Linked DNA regions of Mus musculus: regions 1, 2, 4, 5 and 6 are each linked to region 3. The links are chromatin contacts, called in public Hi-C, HiCAR-type and promoter capture Hi-C maps. All regions are on one chromosome and are shown on one strand. The core of a region is the stretch at or near the end of the contact, and the rest is flanking DNA. Distances in the headings are between cores, read along the strand shown. Region 1 holds the start of Armc1 (armadillo repeat containing 1). Region 2 holds the start of Dnajc5b (DnaJ heat shock protein family (Hsp40) member C5 beta). Region 3 holds the start of Bhlhe22 (basic helix-loop-helix family, member e22). Region 4 holds the start of Mtfr1 (mitochondrial fission regulator 1). Region 5 overlaps Armc1 (armadillo repeat containing 1). Region 6 has its middle 79 kb from the start of Armc1.

Region 1 (2,700 bases), core at 68-2,567, 1.1 Mb after region 3:
GCTAAGTTAAAACTCTCAAGAGACACATTCATTTTCTGAAAAGGGAAACGTCGTGCAAATGACAAAAGCTTTGTTCTCATTTTTCTGTATCTCAGTCTGAGTAGAGGTCACAGTGCATAGGACGTATGCCTTTACTTTTTCTTCTCCTTACTTAGCTCTGGCTGACCTATGTAGTTGAGATGAGCCTGAAACTAGGAGGGATCTGCCTGCCAATAGCTACCAAAGCAGGGATTAAAGGCATACCATCACGACCCAAACTTATTTTCTCTTCCTTGGCTCTATGTTGACAAACAGAACCCTTCGCAAACTTTAAGGACACTGCGATCACCTAAGGGACCTTGCCAAAAGTAAGTTCAAGCTCAGTGGGTGTAAGTGGGTCTGGGAATCTGAGATGTCCAACCAGCTTCCAGATGAGGATGCCAACGGGCAAGAAGTCTTGAAGCACGGAGTTAGAGACACGCGAGACATCAGTGTCTGGGCAGATGTCAGAAAGGTATTCCTTTTCTTATAGCTAAGAATCACCACTTAGTTAATAGAAGTATTTAGCCCTCACGTGCTAAGAGCTGCTGCGGGCACACACTTATCCTAAATCCTTAATGATTAAGCCGGGTTGAAAAGCAACTACCACTATCAAACGCCGAGACCCGATCTGGCTTCTCCTTGCAATTATAACTGTAACTCTTTTGGAATTGAATTACCGTCTCCAAGCCTCAGTTTCTTCAGGTAGCAGTTTTGAGCGGGTAACAGGGTGGGAAAAAAAAAAGGCAAGACAGTAAAATGTCTGGCAAGTACCATGCAAGCACAGAACTAACCCAGTGGGAAACTTCTACTGCAAGCGCTGAGGAGACAGTATCACCAAAGGAGCAGCTAAGTGCACAAATGCCCACCACCTGTGTACACGAGTTTCTCTTGAATGGAGGCCTGCGCGCAGAGGCTCGCAGATTTACAGAAAGAACGCCGCGACATGGACACCCGCTACTCGTAGGGCGGGCTGGCTGGTCAGAAGGAAGAGGAGAGAAGAGCACGTCCGGAGCCGTCCGAGGCAGCCCGCGGGATGCCGGCAGGAGGCGGGCGCAGCGGCCGGCCCGCGCAGCAGCGGCCCCTCGGCCCCACCTCGGCCCCGGCTACGTACCCTCCAGAGCTCCGGGCGTCCGGAGCCTGCCGCAGCATCAGAGCCGCACCCACCACGGCGGACAACGGGCGGCGAAGACCCCGAGCCACGGCCCGACTCAAAGAACCACAGGGCTGAGTCGCTGGCGGCGGAGGAGCTGCAGGCTCCGCGGTGACCCTGTCACCTCTGCTGGCTTTATTATCCCATTGGCTGAAAATGAAGCAACGTGAGGAAGGACACCCAACCAGAGGCGGGATGTTCTCAAACCTAGTAGCTCATTGGTGAGCTAGACCGGACCTATGAGGACCCAGAACACTGAATTGGAACCAAGGGCTCGCCGTCCACGGAGTGCTAAACAAATTTACAGCCATCGTGGCTCCGCGACTACAATTCCCAGGGTTCCCGCGGCAGGAAGGGCTTCTGCTTCTGTGTGCAGACACGCGAACAGAATAGTTTATCTTCAGCAAGTCTTCCAGGTCTGATAAAACAACCTGTAACCCTTCATCCACGTCTGTGCGTCTTTACCCAGAATCTTCGGACGTTTTTTTGTAGTTTTTACTATGAACGTCGACACTGTTTGGCCTCTCTGGATTTCGTTCATTTCTTTTCAGTGCTGCTTTCTAGCAAAGCGAGGGATGCGAAGTGCTTTTGTTGGGTTGGCCTAAGTGATTTGACATTGAAAAGAATTTTGTCTTTTCTCTTGTCAGAGACTTGTGTTAAGAGAGTTCTCCAGTTCATCATGAAGTTTTGTTAATGCTGTTTTCTATTTATCAAAGTAAAGACATACTTGTTTTATCGATACTAGTTACCGAGGAGTTGCTCTAGGTACGTTTTATTTTCCAAAGTATTTCTGAAATTGTTATCCAAGTCTCGCAGGCTAATCTGAAAATAATACATCCATCCACACTCCTTTTTGATCTTCGTTTCTACAATCTTATTCTGACGTGTTGCTCATACATTAAAGTTACAGGGACTTTGTTGTTATTCTTGTTACAAGGAATTTGAAAGGGCTTTAATTTGGAAAGGATGTGGAAGACACCACACCGGACTGTATTCTACGCTATTATCTCCAATATTTTGTAAGTGAATTTATAAACCAGACCGCCACGGCGGAATCTGAGCACTAAGTAGGTAAAGGCTGAAGGCAGACCATTTCAAGTTCAAGCCCAGTTTAGGCTAACTAAAGCTTCACAGAAACCTTGACTTAAAAAGAAAAAAAAAGAAGAAGAAGAAGAAGAACAAAAGAGTCCATCTCTTGAGTTTCTTAATGTTCCCGTGCTCTTGGTTATCTTATTATTAAAACCCAAAATGAAAACAAGTCCAAAGTAAAGCTTGGTAGAAAACAAGAACAAGACTCTAAATAACCATCTCACCTACAGGCAAAAGCCAGTCTGTGTGCTTTATTCACAAAGCCAAGACAGGGATTAGTGGTAAGAGAACATTGAGCCTAAATTAAAAACAGTGAATGTAGAAAGCAGGAAAAAAAAAAAAAAAAAGTAAATATACTAAGTCCAAGGGGCATACCCAGTACAGCACAACCTATCTGGCTGAGTAAGTGAAGACTTGCCCAATATTCTAATAAAAGGTGA
Region 2 (2,700 bases), core at 96-2,595, 1.5 Mb after region 3:
GTGAACAGATACCATGATCAAGGTGTCTTTTATAAAGGACAACATTCAATTGGGGCTGGCTTACAGGTTCTGAGGTTCAGTCCAATATTATCATGGCAGGAAGCATGGCAGTGTCCAGGCAGGCATGGTGCTGGAGGAGCTGAGAGTTCTACATCTTGTTCAGAAAGGTAAACAGACCCCTCAACAGAGGAATGGATACAAAAAATGTGGTACATTTACACAATGGAGTGCTACTCAGCTATTAAAAAGAATGAATTTGTGAAATTCCTAGGCAAATGGATGGACCTGGAGGGCATCATCCTGAGTGAGGTAACCCAATCACAAAAGAACTCAAATGATATGTACTCACTGATAAGTGGATATTAGCCCAGAAACTTAGAATACCCAAGATATAAGTTACAATTTCCAAAACACATGAAACTCAAGAAGAACAAAGACCAAAGTGTGGACACTTTGCCCCTTCTTAGAATTGGGAACAGAACACCCATGGAAGGAGTTACAGAGACAAAGTTTGGAGTTGAGACAAAAGGATGGACCATCTAGAGACTGCCATATCCAGGGATCCACCCCATAATCAGCCTCCAAATGCTGACACCATTGCATACACTAGCAAGATTTTGCTGAAAGGACCCTGATATAGCTCTCTTGTGAGACTATGCCGGGGCCTAGCAAACACAGAAGTGGATGCTCACAGTCAGCTATTGGATGGATCACAGAGCCCCCATGGAGGAGCTAGAGAAAGTACCCAAGGAGCTAAAGGGATCTGCAACCCTATAGGTGGAACAACATAATGAACTAACCAGTACCCCGGAGCTCTTGACTCTAGCTGCATATGTATCAAAAGATAGCCTAGTAGGCCAACATTGGAAAGAGAGGCCCATTGGACTTGCAAACTTTATATGCCCCAGTACAGGGGAATGCCAGGGCCAAAAAGTGGGTGTGGGTGGGTAGAGGAGTGGGGGGGGGAGGGTATGGGGGACTTTTGGGATAGCATTGGAAATGTAAATGAGGAAAATACCTAATAAAAATTTTTTTAAAAAAAGATAAACAGAATACTGGCATCCCCAGGCAACTAGTAGGAAGCTCTCTCAAAGCCTACCCCCATAGTGACACACTTTCTTCAACAAGTCCACACCTCCTAATGGTGCCACTCCCTGGTCCAAGCATATTCCAACCACCACAGTCTTCAATGTTTCTTTCCGGAGATTTCAAAAGGTCCTGAGTGCTAAAGTAAATGAAAATTGAGAGACTGTTAGTGATGTGGGTGGGAAGATCTCAGCTGGGTAGTGGGGGTAGGGAAAATTCTAGTCTATGACATCACAATACCCAGCATAGACTAGAGCTTAGCATCTGAGAAGGAAAAGCAACGGAGGCTCAGTTATTGACAGAGCAGGGGAAGAACACTCGTGGAAGGACCCAGAAGGATCAGCCAGCCATGCCTCCAGTTCAGGTACAAGGTACATGACTTTTGCTAAGCTAATCACAGGACTCAATAGTGTCTAAAGGAAAAGAAGACACTTACACGGGTACCTATTTTTTTTAAGGGATGGTAGGAATCCAGAGGGGCTTCCAGCAGAAGTAAAGCTGGTATATCCAGGAGGCTATGAAGCCACAAAACACAGGCATTTATAAAGTTCTCAGATAACCACTGGCCCCTCCTCAACTTCTGGGAAAGTGCAAAAAGCACTGGTGTCTCCAGTGGTCAGTTCGTGGTTATTTTCTAAAGGGACTCACTCATTCTATGATATTCTTCTACACAGGAGTTTTGGTTTTTAGTGACTTCTCCCAGGATGACAGAGAAGAGTGAATATTTTAAATATTTAAGTGAAAGAATAATTTTAATAGAGATGGTTTTAAAAATACAACAAAAATTAATATAAGGAGGAGAAAGGTGTATTATGGGTTAACAATAGAGATTAACTTCAAAGTCTAGTTTTGAAATTCCAAGACTTCAGAGGCAAAAGGCCACCCCTAGGGACAGTGGAAGAGAGAGAGGCCTTGTGGTTGAGAAGTCAAGTTGCACAGTTCATCTGCTTTTACCCCTACTCCACTCCTCCCATGTCTAGGGACTCAGCAGTGAATCGTTGCTGGACGTGTGAACAGTTCTGTTTTCTTTACTTTGCTTTGGGGTTTTGGCTTCTAAAGTATTTGTTTCTTCCTGGAGGCCTAGAAAGACTCCAAGTGACAGCAAATAGCCGTTCTGTTTAGCAGCAGGCGGAGCTTAGGATTGGTGCCAGGCCCTGACTCATCTCTGTTTGGACTCCCTTGGGTCTTAACACAGAGCAACTCCACAGTCAGAGGCTAGGACTACTCAAACAGGCTTTTCTGATCATGGTCTGCAAGAGCCGTGTTAGGACACTGTGGAAGGAGCAGCCTGGGGCTCTGATTCGGATCAGTAACCTACAGGACACACCAGGCACAGTAGACAAGAAAGGGGATCAAATCCACCTGGGATACAGTTTTCACTCAGCTTCCAACAATCATGCATGTGTATCACAGCAGTAAGACCAGGGCCCCGACACTCTACGAAAGCAGCAGTAACCCATAGCATGTGAGACATTTGTTTGTTTGTTTGTTTTGTTTTGTTTTTTCGAGACAGGGTTTCTCTGTGTAGCCCTGGCTGTCCTGGAACTCACTTTGTAGACCAGGCTGGCCTCGAACTCAGAAATCCGCCTGCCTCTGCTGAGGGACCCAGAGCAA
Region 3 (2,700 bases), core at 47-2,546:
TTTCAACTAATTCTCAGTGGGGAAATTTAACCATATGGTAAGGAGAGAATTAGAATTTCATCACATTAGAGCAAAATATAATGAAAAGAGTCCAACACCTGGGGCCAACTCTGAAAGCCACAATTAAAAGGTTTTTTAATGAAACCAGAGAAACCCCAAACTGCACAGCCTTCAGTAATTCTGCCAGATAAGAGGGAATACGGTTTTTACTTATAAGGATGAAAACTAGCCACTAAATATCGTGTGCTTCGAGAAACTGGACTCAGAAGCACGAGGACCACGTGTACTATCTCCATCCAGACAGCTCTTGTTTCCACAATTCTGCCCTGAACTAACCCTGCAGGAACAGCCCAGACGGATCCAGATGTCCCCAAACGTCTTCAGAGCAGCTAAATGCACGAATGCCCCCACTTGGTGTGTGAGAAGATTCCACTCTGAATGTTCCCTCTTGCGAAGCAACTGGATTTAATCTTGAGGAAAGTTTGAGACTAGTTTTTCTTTTCTTTCTGTCCACGAAGCAGTGAGCTTCTCTCACCACCAACTTAACAGCGTGGGGGACTCGGCAAAGGCCTCCCCCACTCCGCCCCCTCCGAGTTTTAAATCAAACGGGCTATGTAAGCAACTTGGTCATCATTTTGTTGCTTTCTTTAATTGTTTGATTTTTTTTCCATCTATATAGGAAATGGACAGTGGAGGGCTGTGGGAAAAGTGGTGCGGAGAAAATCTGGGTTGGCTCTTGCATTGCTGACATACTAGCTGAAAATCTAGGGTAAATTCGAGACAAGCCAGCAGGGACCTCACCCCTACCCCCAGCCCCCAGGTTCCATCTATAAATGCAGACATGCTATTAACAGGGAGATATAGAATTCTCTCCTATGAGGGTAACTAAGCAAGCTGAGACAGTAGTGGCCCAGTGAAGGGTAGTGTGTGGGGGGTGCTCAGTGGGGGCGGGGGCTTTCCACTGGACTCCCAGTCTTTACCGCGGATATACAATTTGCTGAAGGAGCAAAGAACATCCTCGGCTCTAAGTAGGGCTTTTAGTGTGCTCATTGATGAGTGAAAGTCGCCACACATGTCAAGCTAAAGGCAGTTGTTGGGTTACTAACAGGACCCAGCGCCTTGCAAACATATGCGCTAAGCTGTGTATACAGATGGCAGGCAGAATAATGGAGCAGGCGCCTTTTATAAAGCTCTGGCTGCTGCCTGTCTTCAGACCTGGGAAATGAAACTATTCAGACTCGCGGCCAGATAGCGCTTGCGATTGTTTGTTACCGTTTTAATCCTATTAATTAAAACGTTAACCTGATTGGGTAGAAAGCGCTGTCCCAACAGGCGAGTCTTCTTCATAATAACCTACTCAGAGATAATGATGTAAAAGACTCCCCCGTCTGTGGCGGCGGCTGGTTGATGGGTCCGGAAATCTCTTGAAGGTGAATCCAAGCAAGATAAACGGTGCGTAGAGCAGGCGCGGGATTGGACTCAGAGGCGGTAGCGGCGGCAGCCCCGCTCCCTCCGAGACCAGCCTCCCACCATGAGGGGCCGCGGCCCATGGTGAGCCTTAGCAGCCAGCACCGTCGGCTGGAGACGAAGAAGAAGAAGAAGAGGAGGCGGCGAGCGCGGGGGAAGGCGAAAAAGAAAAAGAAGGGGACAGGGCTGCGGGCAGCGTGGGGACCGACGCACGCAGCAGCTCCGGAACCCCGCCGGCGCGCGTCTGTGCGGCCGCCTGACTCTCCAGCCCAGGTGGCGGCTGGCCCGGACGATGGAACGCGGGTTGCACCTCGGTGCGGCGGCCGCGAGCGAAGACGACCTCTTCCTGCACAAGAGCCTGGGCACCTCCGCCGCCAAGCGCCTGGAGGCGGCTTTTCGCTCCACACCCCCGGGCATGGACCTGTCCCTGGCGCCTCCAACTCGCGAACGCCCGGCGTCGTCCTCGTCGCCCCTCGGCTGTTTCGAGCCCGCTGATCCCGAAGGGGCTGGGCTGCTGCTGCCTCCGCCCGGAGGAGGCGGTGGCGCGAGCGGCGGCGGCGGCGGGGTGAGTGTCCCGGGGCTGCTCGTGGGCTCAGCGGGCGTGGGGGGCGAGCCGAGCCTGAGCAGCCTGCCGGCGGGGGCTGCCCTGTGCCTCAAGTACGGCGAGAGCGCCGGACGCGGCTCCGTGGCCGAGAGCAGCGGGGGCGAGCAGAGCCCCGACGACGACAGCGACGGCCGCTGCGAGCTGGTGCTGCGAGCCGGGGGCCCCGACCCGCGGGCATCGCCGGGAGCGGGGGGCGGCAGCGCCAAGGTGGCCGAGGGCTGCTCCAACGCCCACTTGCATGGTGGCTCGGGCCTCCCCCCGGGGGGCCCCACAAGTGGCGGCGGAAGCGGCGGCGGTGGCGGCGGCAGCAGCAAGAAATCCAAAGAGCAGAAGGCGTTGCGCCTCAACATCAACGCTCGCGAGCGCCGGAGGATGCACGACCTGAACGACGCTCTGGATGAGCTGCGCGCGGTCATTCCTTACGCGCACAGCCCTTCAGTGCGGAAGCTCTCCAAAATCGCCACGCTGCTCCTCGCCAAGAACTACATCCTCATGCAGGCACAGGCCCTGGAGGAAATGCGGCGCTTAGTCGCCTACCTCAACCAAGGCCAGGCCATCTCGGCAGCCTCTCTTCCCAGCTCCGCGGCCGCGGCTGCGGCGGCCGCTGCCCTGCACCCGGCGCTCGGCGC
Region 4 (2,700 bases), core at 33-2,532, 1.1 Mb after region 3:
TTCAGATACCCTTCTTCTTAAACATAGACAATCACATAGGCCTGTGTGGTGGCAGGCAGCTGAGAGTCACCTGTGGGTCACACAGCTGGTGACCAGGGATCCTGAGGCAACTAATAGCTTAGCAGTAAATCCTACAAGTATCATTGGAATGGTCGCCCTGGTGTGTGGTCCCTACCAGTTCACTTCAGCAGCTTTTGTCTTTTCATCAGCCTTCAGACCAAGCACCCCTCCCTGAACTGCTCTCTCAGGCTTCTCTCTCCCAGCCTTGGTCACAGCCTGTCAGGCCCTTTTGTACTTAAAACGTTATAACACTTGGTCACATATATTAATTAACCTTGTTTTGATCTCCCTGCCTTTTGGTAGGCTTACTCAGGGTGTGGTTCAAGGCTTAAAAAACAAACAAACAAACAAACAAACCCCACCAACTTTGTACTGTCATAATGGGCTCCCAACGAGCCGTTGCTGAGTAACTGAATTGAAGCTCTAGGTGAAATCCAAAGCAGTAGCCAGGAGGAATTTAGGCCATCCAGGGTAAGAACACCAGCGCTCCAATGAGAGGGTAAGAGAGAAGGCGAAGTAGCAACAGCTGCTGCCCACTTCCCACCTCAACTCTTCCACCCTCTTCCAGGTTGTTTTGGACATAGGCTGGTCTTCAACTCTGGATCCTCCAGCCTCCAACTTCAAACTACTCGTTTTACATAGCAGGAGCCGCCACGCCCAGGTAGGAGCGGCCTCTTGAATTACTGATAGGCTTTCCCTCCATATTCACGTTTTATCGCACCCACACACACCACCGTGCTGCTTATAGCTAACTTGACACAGACTGATCGTATTTTCATGACTAGGTTATCTGAAATCTAGAATAACCCTTCATTAAAAACTACGCACACCAATTAGGCAGACTTTGAGGCGGGGGAACTGAAGGCAGGAAAAGTCTTCACTCCCTCTGAGCCGCGCCTTCCACTCCTCCAGAACATACGTCCGGGATTTGAGGCCCGAAACAGATCGCCCTGGCAGACAAAGTCCCCACAGAGCGTGGGTTGAGAAGGGCTCGACACAGGCTAGGCTAGGCTAGGCTAAGGACCTAGCTCCTTTCAGCGGGCACACATTTGAGACTTCACTCGGAATGTGGGTATTCCTACACCCAAAAGGGGCGAAGTTTACCAACAAAAATAACAGGGGCAGAAGCACCCAAGACAAAGCGCGGCACACTAGCAAGCACACGCCCCTTACTGGGCACCGCGCGTGCGCACAGAGCCCGGGACAGGTAGCCGGCGTGGCCGGCGAGCAGACACGCCTTCCGCCGGCCTCTCCTGAGCCCGCCCCCGGGCCTCAGCGAGCCGTTCACTGGTCAGCCTAGGCCGGGCCAGGGGCGGGGATTGGCTGATTGGCATAAGGTCCTGGGACAGCCAATCTGGAAGGCTGAGCAGCTGCGAAGGTGAGGGCTGCTGCGCAGCCGAGGTGAGTGGGGCCCGGGACAGAAAAGCGGTTGGCGGGGTGGGGAATGGCTACCACCCGGAGCTGAACGGTGGCGGGAGGCCGTGTTGTGGACAAGGGAGGGGACGGGGCGCGGCGCGGGAGGCCGGCGAGCGGGAGGGAGGCCGCGGAAGCCCGGAGCAGAGAGCAGCCCTCCGGCTCGCCCGCGCCTGGCCTGCTGAGCTCCGCGGGCCGCCGGCCTGGCTCCCATCCCCCGCAGTCGGCGTTGTGCCCTCGCTGGATCCGGGCTGAACGGGGCGGCCCACGGCGTTCAGCCTGTTCTACCTGGACCTACTTTCCTGTCATTGTCGGCTGGCAGCTCTGAACTTTCTAAGCGTGCGCAGTTTGCGTGTAGCCAGACTACAGAAACTTTGAGATCTGAAGTCAAACTTAACCAAACCTTTCTTTCCGCCTGATGGTTTGTTTTGTGATTGGTCTGATGTAACCTCTTCTGGCTTAAACCTCGTTTTGTGCTTGAGGATGGTCAATAGAAGTTCGGATCCTACCCCCTCCACCTCCCAACTACAGGATTTAAAGCTTGCTTCACCACATCCGGAAAAGAATATTAAGGAGTATTTCATGATACTTGGTAATTTAGCGTTCACTTTTTTGTTTGGTTTGGTTTTGAGACAGAGTTGTCTTCCTTACTCTAGGCTGGGGTGGAATGCACTATGTAGATTAGGTTGAGCTGCCTAAAACCTCCTGCCTCAGTCACCACGCCCGATTCCAGTCACCTTTTCCTAGTGTATGTAGTTGTTTTACATTACAATGACTTAGTCAAGGAAGTTGTGACACTTACTATCTTGTTACATGAAAGTAAGTTGTGTCCACATATATTGATCACATATATTGTACATACACAAAAATCATTTAAAAGGTAAAAATTATTTTTAAAAAGAAGGTAATAGAAATGGGTTTGCGATTATATACAACCGAGTTTGACTATAAAATGCTTACGAGCTAAGAAAAGTCTCAGTCACGATGTGCAGCTAACTCTCTATCAACACCCTAATCTTTGAATTGAAATGCAAGTCTAGTAACTGAAGAGGAAACTTAAGGGTTCTTTAGAAACTGTGTTGTACGGTGTTCTGCTGGGCTAAACACGTGAAGGAACATGTAGCTGAAGTGGACCTAGGCGAAAGGATGTTCTACGAAAGCAAGCACGTGAAAGGACATGGGATTAAGATTTATTTGCTAATGACATGCATGTATTGGTCTTCGTAG
Region 5 (2,700 bases), core at 188-2,687, 1.1 Mb after region 3:
ATGTCCCTCAACAGAGGAATGGATACAGAAAATGTGGTACATTTACACAATGGAGTGCTGTTCAGCTATTAAAAACAATGACTTCATGAAATTCTGAGGCAAATGGATGGAACTAGAAAATACCATCCTGAGTGAGGTAACCCAATCACAAAAGAACACACATGGTATGCACTCACTGATAAGTGGATATTAGCCCAGAAGCTCGGAATAAACAAGATACAATTCACATACTACATGAAGCTCATGAAGGAAGATCAAAGTGTGGATTGGATACTTCAGTCTTCCTTAGAAGGGGGAACACAATACCCATGGGAGGAGATACAGAAACAAAGTGTAGAGCAGAGAATGAAGGAAAGGCCATCCAGAGACTGCCCCACTTGGGGATCCATTCCACATACAGTCACCAAACCCAGACACTATTATGGATACCAACAAGTCCTTGCTGATAGGAGCTTGATATAGCTGTCTCCTGAGGGGTTCTACCAGTGCCTGACAAATACAGAGGTGGATGCTCTGAGCCAACCACTGGACTGAGGGTCTCCAATGTAGGAACTAGAGATAGAACCCAAGGAACTGAATGGGTTTGCAGCCCCATAGGAGGAACAACAATATGAACCAACCAGTACACCCAGAGCTCCCAGCGACTAAACTACCAACTGAAGAGTACACATGGAGGGACCCATTGCTCCAGCTGCATATTTAGCAGAGGATGGCCTAGTTGGTCATCAATGGGAGGAGAGGCCCTTGGTCCTGTGAAGGTTCTATGCCCCAGCATAGGGGAATGCCAGGACTAGGAAGCAGGAGTGGCTGGGTTGGTGAGTAGGGGGAGGGGGAGAGGATAGGAGGGTTTTGGAGGGGAAACCAGGAAAGGGGATAACATTTGAAATGTAAATAAAGAAATCATCTAATAAAACAAAACAAAAAAATGAAAAAAAAAATGGACATTGAAGCATTTCAAAACTTGAATTTTTAGTTCAAGGGCATTTAGCTTTACAAGCAATGTGAATAACTGTTTGCCAATATTAACAACCTCAACAAAATGTAAACATTATTACAAAGACATAAACAATCAAAACTTACTAAAAAAAGGGGAGAGGGTAAGATAAATAGATCTAATAAAGCATGTAGAGAAATTCAATTAATGGTCAAAAAAACTGTCCACAAAGCAAAGCCCAGAGCCAAATGACTTCAATAAAATGTACAAATATGGGGCTGGAGAGATGGCTCAGTGGTTAACAGTATACACAGTCAATGTTGAGCAATAAAAGACCATTTAAAACTGGACAAAGAACAAAGAGGAAATGAATATTTCCCTCAAATATAAATCTGAAGTGAAAGATATAAATCAAGCCCAATTTAACCACTAAAGCAATGACCAATACATGTCTAAAATGTTGCTCCACACCACTAGTTATCAGGAGACTATAAATCAAAACCATTAAACCTCAAATCTACTAGAGGATGTGGAAACACTAGGCCCCTCGCACAATGCTGGTTGAAATGTAATACTGTGCAGCCACTGTGAACAATCCGATGGTTCGTGAAAAAAGTTAAGCTTACAATTACCATATGTCTGAGCAATGCCACTAAGTATACACCCAAGAAGATGCTGACACAGTGCTTTAAAAGAAGTTATAACAGACAGGCTCTATTCAGGTCTCTAAGAGCCAATATGTAGAAACACGCAAAGTAGTACTGTAGACCACTCGATGGAATACATATGAAGTGATGCACACATCCATGATACTGATGAGCCCTGAAAAGTCATGCTAACCACAGAGCCTTTTAACACCTACAGGACCCCATCTCTTTTCTGACATTCCTAAGTTATGACTCATCTACATAAATCATGCACAGCTCTAATTAGACCTATTTACAAGTCTTACATTCTTTAAGTCCTACTATTACAGTTAAAACTGCTATGTATGCTGATTAGCCAATATCTTTAGCATAAGATGACCTTTTTGCCTTAAGTATAAACTATTAATATTGCAACTTTTTCTTAGAACACGTTAGCAAGTGACTGCAAAGAACATGTTTGGTGATACCATTTCTCATTGTTGTCCTATGAACCACATCTACAAGTCTTACCGTATCATCGAGACCATCTATGTGCAAAACTACTGTTTTGGCCCGTTTGTTTGTAGTTCCCAAAAAAAACTGAGCTTTCCTTCTACGCGAATTCATTTCATTAAAACTATCACCATCAGCCAAATTGGAGGATTGAAGGATGTCATAGATTTCTGAGGCCAGAAGTTTTGTTTCTCCTGGAGTTGTAGTCCTTGGGGAAAAAAAAAAAAAAAAAAAAAAAAGCATAACTATATAGTCATTTTTACTGGTTTTATAATTGTACTTCTTAATTTTGATGAGTCTTGCTTCATTCAGCCTGATACCTTGTTCAATTAGAAAGAAACACCAATGAGTCTTGGAATAACCAGTAACGGGCACTGGTGATGCAGTTCAGATGTCAGAGTGCGGGGCTAACACGTATAGAGCTCTGTATTCAGTTCCTAGCAGCACCACATAAACAGCGTACACCTGACTCCTGCCTGCTACAGTAACCATGTGCAGGAGGACGAGGCAAGTTCAAGGTCTGATACCAATCTATAACACAAGATTCTGATTCAACAAATGAAAAGGAAAGAATAAGAATCATCAATAAATGTAGAAAAAGCATTTAGCCTATAAGATCTCCCTCCA
Region 6 (2,700 bases), core at 53-2,552, 1.0 Mb after region 3:
AGCTTCTTAGTAAGGTATGAGACGTTGTACCTGTTTCCCCTTCTCTGAGCTGGGATTTTGTCTGATTTGAACGTGTACAGGTCCTGTGCAAGCTGTCAGTCTCTATGAGTTGATATCAGTACTGTACCATCTAAACATTTCTTATCTCATAGAATTTCTGTCAGTCAAGAATTCAAATGCAAACTAGCTGAGTTGCCCTGACTCAGGCTTTCAGGGTTTCACATGAGCTTGCTGTCAAGAAATCAGCTTCTAGCTTGCAAGCCCACATGGCTTGCTAACATGGCTGACAATTTTGTTGCTAGGTACTGGCAGAAAGTTTTAGATGTTTGCCTCACAGACCTCCCCTCAATCCTGTTCAAGTATACTCATGGCAGGCAGTTGTCTAGACAGCTAGACAACTAGACAGAAACACACAACAGCTTTTCTTACCTAACTTTAGGAATCAGAAACAATTTTACAACATCTTGCTGGTTATTGAGGGCAGTGCTGGGCAAAGGAAAATACCCAGGGTGAGCAGTGGGTTGGGGTGGGGTGGGAATGAGAGGAGGCTGGCCCCAGGAGGTATTAGTAAGTACTTCTGGACTAAAGTTAATAGGAAAGAGTAGATATTTAAGTACACTATTCAAAGTTCTGAAACTCAACTTCCAATAAAATAGGATATTGCTGTGTCCTTGCATAGCTTGGATCCTGGAAACCCGAGTAGAGGTGGTGAGGAAAAGAAAGGGCAGACACTGAATTAAGTATAGACACAGAAGAAATGACAGAAACACAGAGAGATAAGCTAGGGACGGATGACCTGGGCTCTGGAATGAAGAAACCCAGCTCCTCAGAAGCCTAGCATGTTTAAGTGCAGATGCAGAGAGGTGAGTTTTATGATATTACAGCTAAGTCAAGGAGGAAGGTTTAGCTAATCACAGTCTCTCAGGGGAGCAAAAGCCATACATACCTGGGAAGAAAAAGCTACAGTGGACATTTCATTCACAAACTGTCAACACTGGAATGTGGATCAGAGGAAAGCTTTGCCATCTCTCTGAGCTTCACTTGACAAAGAGACTTTATCAAAATTTCCCATGAGGTTTCAGCCTTTAACATGGCTGGCTCGTGTCAATCACACACATTCACTCAGGACTTTGTACACTCGGGGCTTCCTCTGCTCCCACGGGACATAATAGTGTAAGGAATACGGTTCAGGAAGGAGGCATGAAAGAAAGAGGAAGCCATCTTTCATACAGGAAACTGACTGGAATAATCTAAAACAGATTCCTCCAGACATAGGGAAGCAAAAATACTCTTTAGTGGGTGGTGGCCACATTTAGGACTAAAAATAGAACAGTGAAGTGGTGATGTAATTTTGTGGTACTAAGGATAGAGAAGAATGCTTTTATTTTCTAGTCAAAAACCATATGACATCAATTATCTTTAACTGTACATGATTTTGTGTATGTACGATTTTGATAATAATTTTAGATGTAGAGTTTTTCTTCAGAATGCAAGCATGCCTCTTTATATTGTATATACTGATCATAACTCCAAAACAAAATTCTGAACTTCAAAACACTGTTAATATGGGGAGGAGGGGATGGCTCAATGGAGAAAGTGTTTGTTGCATAACCAAGAGGACCTGAATTTGGGTCTCCAACACACACATAAAAAGCGAGGTATCTATAGCATTAGTGCTGGAAAAACCGAAATAGGTGGATCTCTGGAGTTCACTGGCTAGCCAGCCTACCAATCAATGAGCTCTGTGTTTGTGAGAGACTCTGTCTCAAAAAGTAAGGTATAGATGGGGACTGCAGAAATATCTCAGTAGTGAAGAATACCATCTGCTCCTCCAGAGGCCTCGGGTTCCAAGCCCAGAACCCACATAGCAGGTCACAACCATCCGTAGTAACTGTTTCAAGGGATCCAGTCTTCTGGCCTCTATGGGCACCAGACCTGCACATGCTGCAGATATTGGTTTTGCAAACAAAACATTCTTAAACATAAAATAAAATTTTAAATTTAAAAAAATACAAGGTAGGTAGTGGTAGAGGAAGACACCTGTGTGGGTTAGTCTTATGTCAACTTGACACAAGCTATAGTTATCTGAAAGGAGGGAACCTCAATTGAGAAAATGCATCCATAATATGCAGATGCAAGGCATTTTGTCAATTAGTGATTGATGATGAGGTGGGAAGCAGCACATTGTTGTGAAAGAAAGATGAAATTTCAAGACCTGTAAGTCATATAAATTACTCAGAAATTGCTGGGTGTTTGTGAGCCTAGAGGCTGCCTGGGGCTGAGAACAAAGAAAAACAAACCCAGGCATGCCGTATCATTAAAACATTCCTGGGAACAGCTTGACCATAAAGATAAAGAGGAATGTGAGGACATAACAGGGCTATCTGACCTGAGTCAACAACTCACAGAACCCTGACACCCTGACCTGCATGTATTCTTTCTGCTGATGTTTGAATAAGCCAATATTGTGTCGCTATGCTGAATCCCCACCCCTAAGCCCTTTACCCCATAAACACCCCTAGATTTTGAGCCTCAAGGTTGAATCCACTGTCTCCTGCGTGAGATACGTTTCAACCCAGAGCTCCGTCATTAAACTACCTCCTGTGTTTACAGCAAGAAGGATTCTCATGTTTCTTTGGGTGGGCTCTCTCTCCTGAGACTAGAGTGGGGGTCCCCGAAAGGGAGTCTTACAGTTGGTAA

The links. Promoter capture Hi-C pulls out the DNA fragments that hold promoters and counts their contacts. Hi-C and Micro-C count contacts between places; a contact is called where the count stands out from the background. HiCAR-type assays count read pairs that join an accessible place to other places.
Region 1: a HiCAR-type map of astrocytes shows a contact between it and region 3, with 17 times the contacts expected there. The contact joins the promoter of Armc1 here to the promoter of Bhlhe22 in region 3. A contact is called at or near these places in 25 of 39 promoter capture datasets (the 3T3-L1 cell line, 3T3-L1-derived adipocytes, the C10 cell line and 13 more), 14 of 484 Hi-C or Micro-C datasets (LSK cells, brain, cerebellum and 6 more), 15 of 115 datasets of contacts at active chromatin or transcription factors (astrocytes, differentiating embryonic stem cells, embryonic forebrain and 9 more) and 4 of 9 other capture datasets (adipose tissue, embryonic stem cells, embryonic tail and 1 more).
Region 2: a contact with region 3 is called in a promoter capture Hi-C map of liver, with 8 times the contacts expected there. The contact joins the promoter of Dnajc5b here to the promoter of Bhlhe22 in region 3. A contact is called at or near these places in 8 of 39 promoter capture datasets (the 3T3-L1 cell line, embryonic stem cells, hippocampal neurons and 2 more).
Region 4: a contact with region 3 is called in a promoter capture Hi-C map of hippocampal neurons, with 37 times the contacts expected there. The contact joins the promoter of Mtfr1 here to the promoter of Bhlhe22 in region 3. A contact is called at or near these places in 22 of 39 promoter capture datasets (the 3T3-L1 cell line, 3T3-L1-derived adipocytes, the C10 cell line and 13 more), 9 of 484 Hi-C or Micro-C datasets (the MNK3 cell line, cerebral cortex, embryonic fibroblasts and 2 more), 18 of 115 datasets of contacts at active chromatin or transcription factors (bone marrow-derived dendritic cells, embryonic fibroblasts, embryonic forebrain and 9 more) and 4 of 9 other capture datasets (adipose tissue, embryonic stem cells, embryonic trunk and 1 more).
Region 5: a contact with region 3 is called in a Hi-C map of adipose-derived mesenchymal stem cells, with 2.1 times the contacts expected there. The contact joins the enhancer-like site here to the promoter of Bhlhe22 in region 3. A contact is called at or near these places in 16 of 39 promoter capture datasets (the 3T3-L1 cell line, 3T3-L1-derived adipocytes, the C10 cell line and 9 more), 5 of 484 Hi-C or Micro-C datasets (adipose-derived mesenchymal stem cells, cerebellum, cerebral cortex and 2 more), 3 of 115 datasets of contacts at active chromatin or transcription factors (differentiating embryonic stem cells, embryonic forebrain and forebrain) and 3 of 9 other capture datasets (embryonic stem cells, embryonic tail and liver).
Region 6: a contact with region 3 is called in a promoter capture Hi-C map of second pharyngeal arch cranial neural crest, with 18 times the contacts expected there. The contact joins the enhancer-like site here to the promoter of Bhlhe22 in region 3. A contact is called at or near these places in 22 of 39 promoter capture datasets (the 3T3-L1 cell line, 3T3-L1-derived adipocytes, the C10 cell line and 14 more), 8 of 115 datasets of contacts at active chromatin or transcription factors (craniofacial prominence, embryonic forebrain, embryonic stem cells and 4 more) and 3 of 9 other capture datasets (embryonic stem cells, embryonic tail and pancreatic islet).

What each region holds. Positions count from the first base shown.
Region 1 is chr3:19,161,778-19,164,477 of GRCm38.p6, forward strand. It overlaps Armc1 (armadillo repeat containing 1), which reads right to left and starts at 1,318. Exons shown (of 7, transcript NM_028840.3): 1 at 1,133-1,318.
Region 2 is chr3:19,507,250-19,509,949 of GRCm38.p6, forward strand. It overlaps Dnajc5b (DnaJ heat shock protein family (Hsp40) member C5 beta), which reads left to right and starts at 1,346. Exons shown (of 5, transcript NM_025489.3): 1 at 1,346-1,457.
Region 3 is chr3:18,053,029-18,055,728 of GRCm38.p6, forward strand. It overlaps Bhlhe22 (basic helix-loop-helix family, member e22), which reads left to right and starts at 1,297. Exons shown (of 1, transcript NM_021560.4): 1 at 1,297-2,700. The coding sequence starts at 1,760.
Region 4 is chr3:19,186,828-19,189,527 of GRCm38.p6, forward strand. It overlaps Mtfr1 (mitochondrial fission regulator 1), which reads left to right and starts at 1,283. Exons shown (of 8, transcript NM_026182.6): 1 at 1,283-1,461.
Region 5 is chr3:19,142,239-19,144,938 of GRCm38.p6, forward strand. Armc1 (armadillo repeat containing 1) reads right to left here. Exons shown (of 7, transcript NM_028840.3): 4 at 2,092-2,281. Among named protein-coding and RNA genes, the nearest start is that of Armc1, 20 kb to the right of the region's middle. Within about 2 kb of position 1,438, at least 4 of the 459 cell types and tissues checked have an H3K27ac peak or open chromatin away from gene starts, as enhancers often do. A contact at or near this core is called in adipose-derived mesenchymal stem cells, where this site is marked.
Region 6 is chr3:19,083,244-19,085,943 of GRCm38.p6, forward strand. No RefSeq gene overlaps it. Among named protein-coding and RNA genes, the nearest start is that of Armc1, 79 kb to the right of the region's middle. Within about 2 kb of position 1,303, at least 5 of the 459 cell types and tissues checked have an H3K27ac peak or open chromatin away from gene starts, as enhancers often do. A contact at or near this core is called in craniofacial prominence and second pharyngeal arch cranial neural crest, where this site is marked.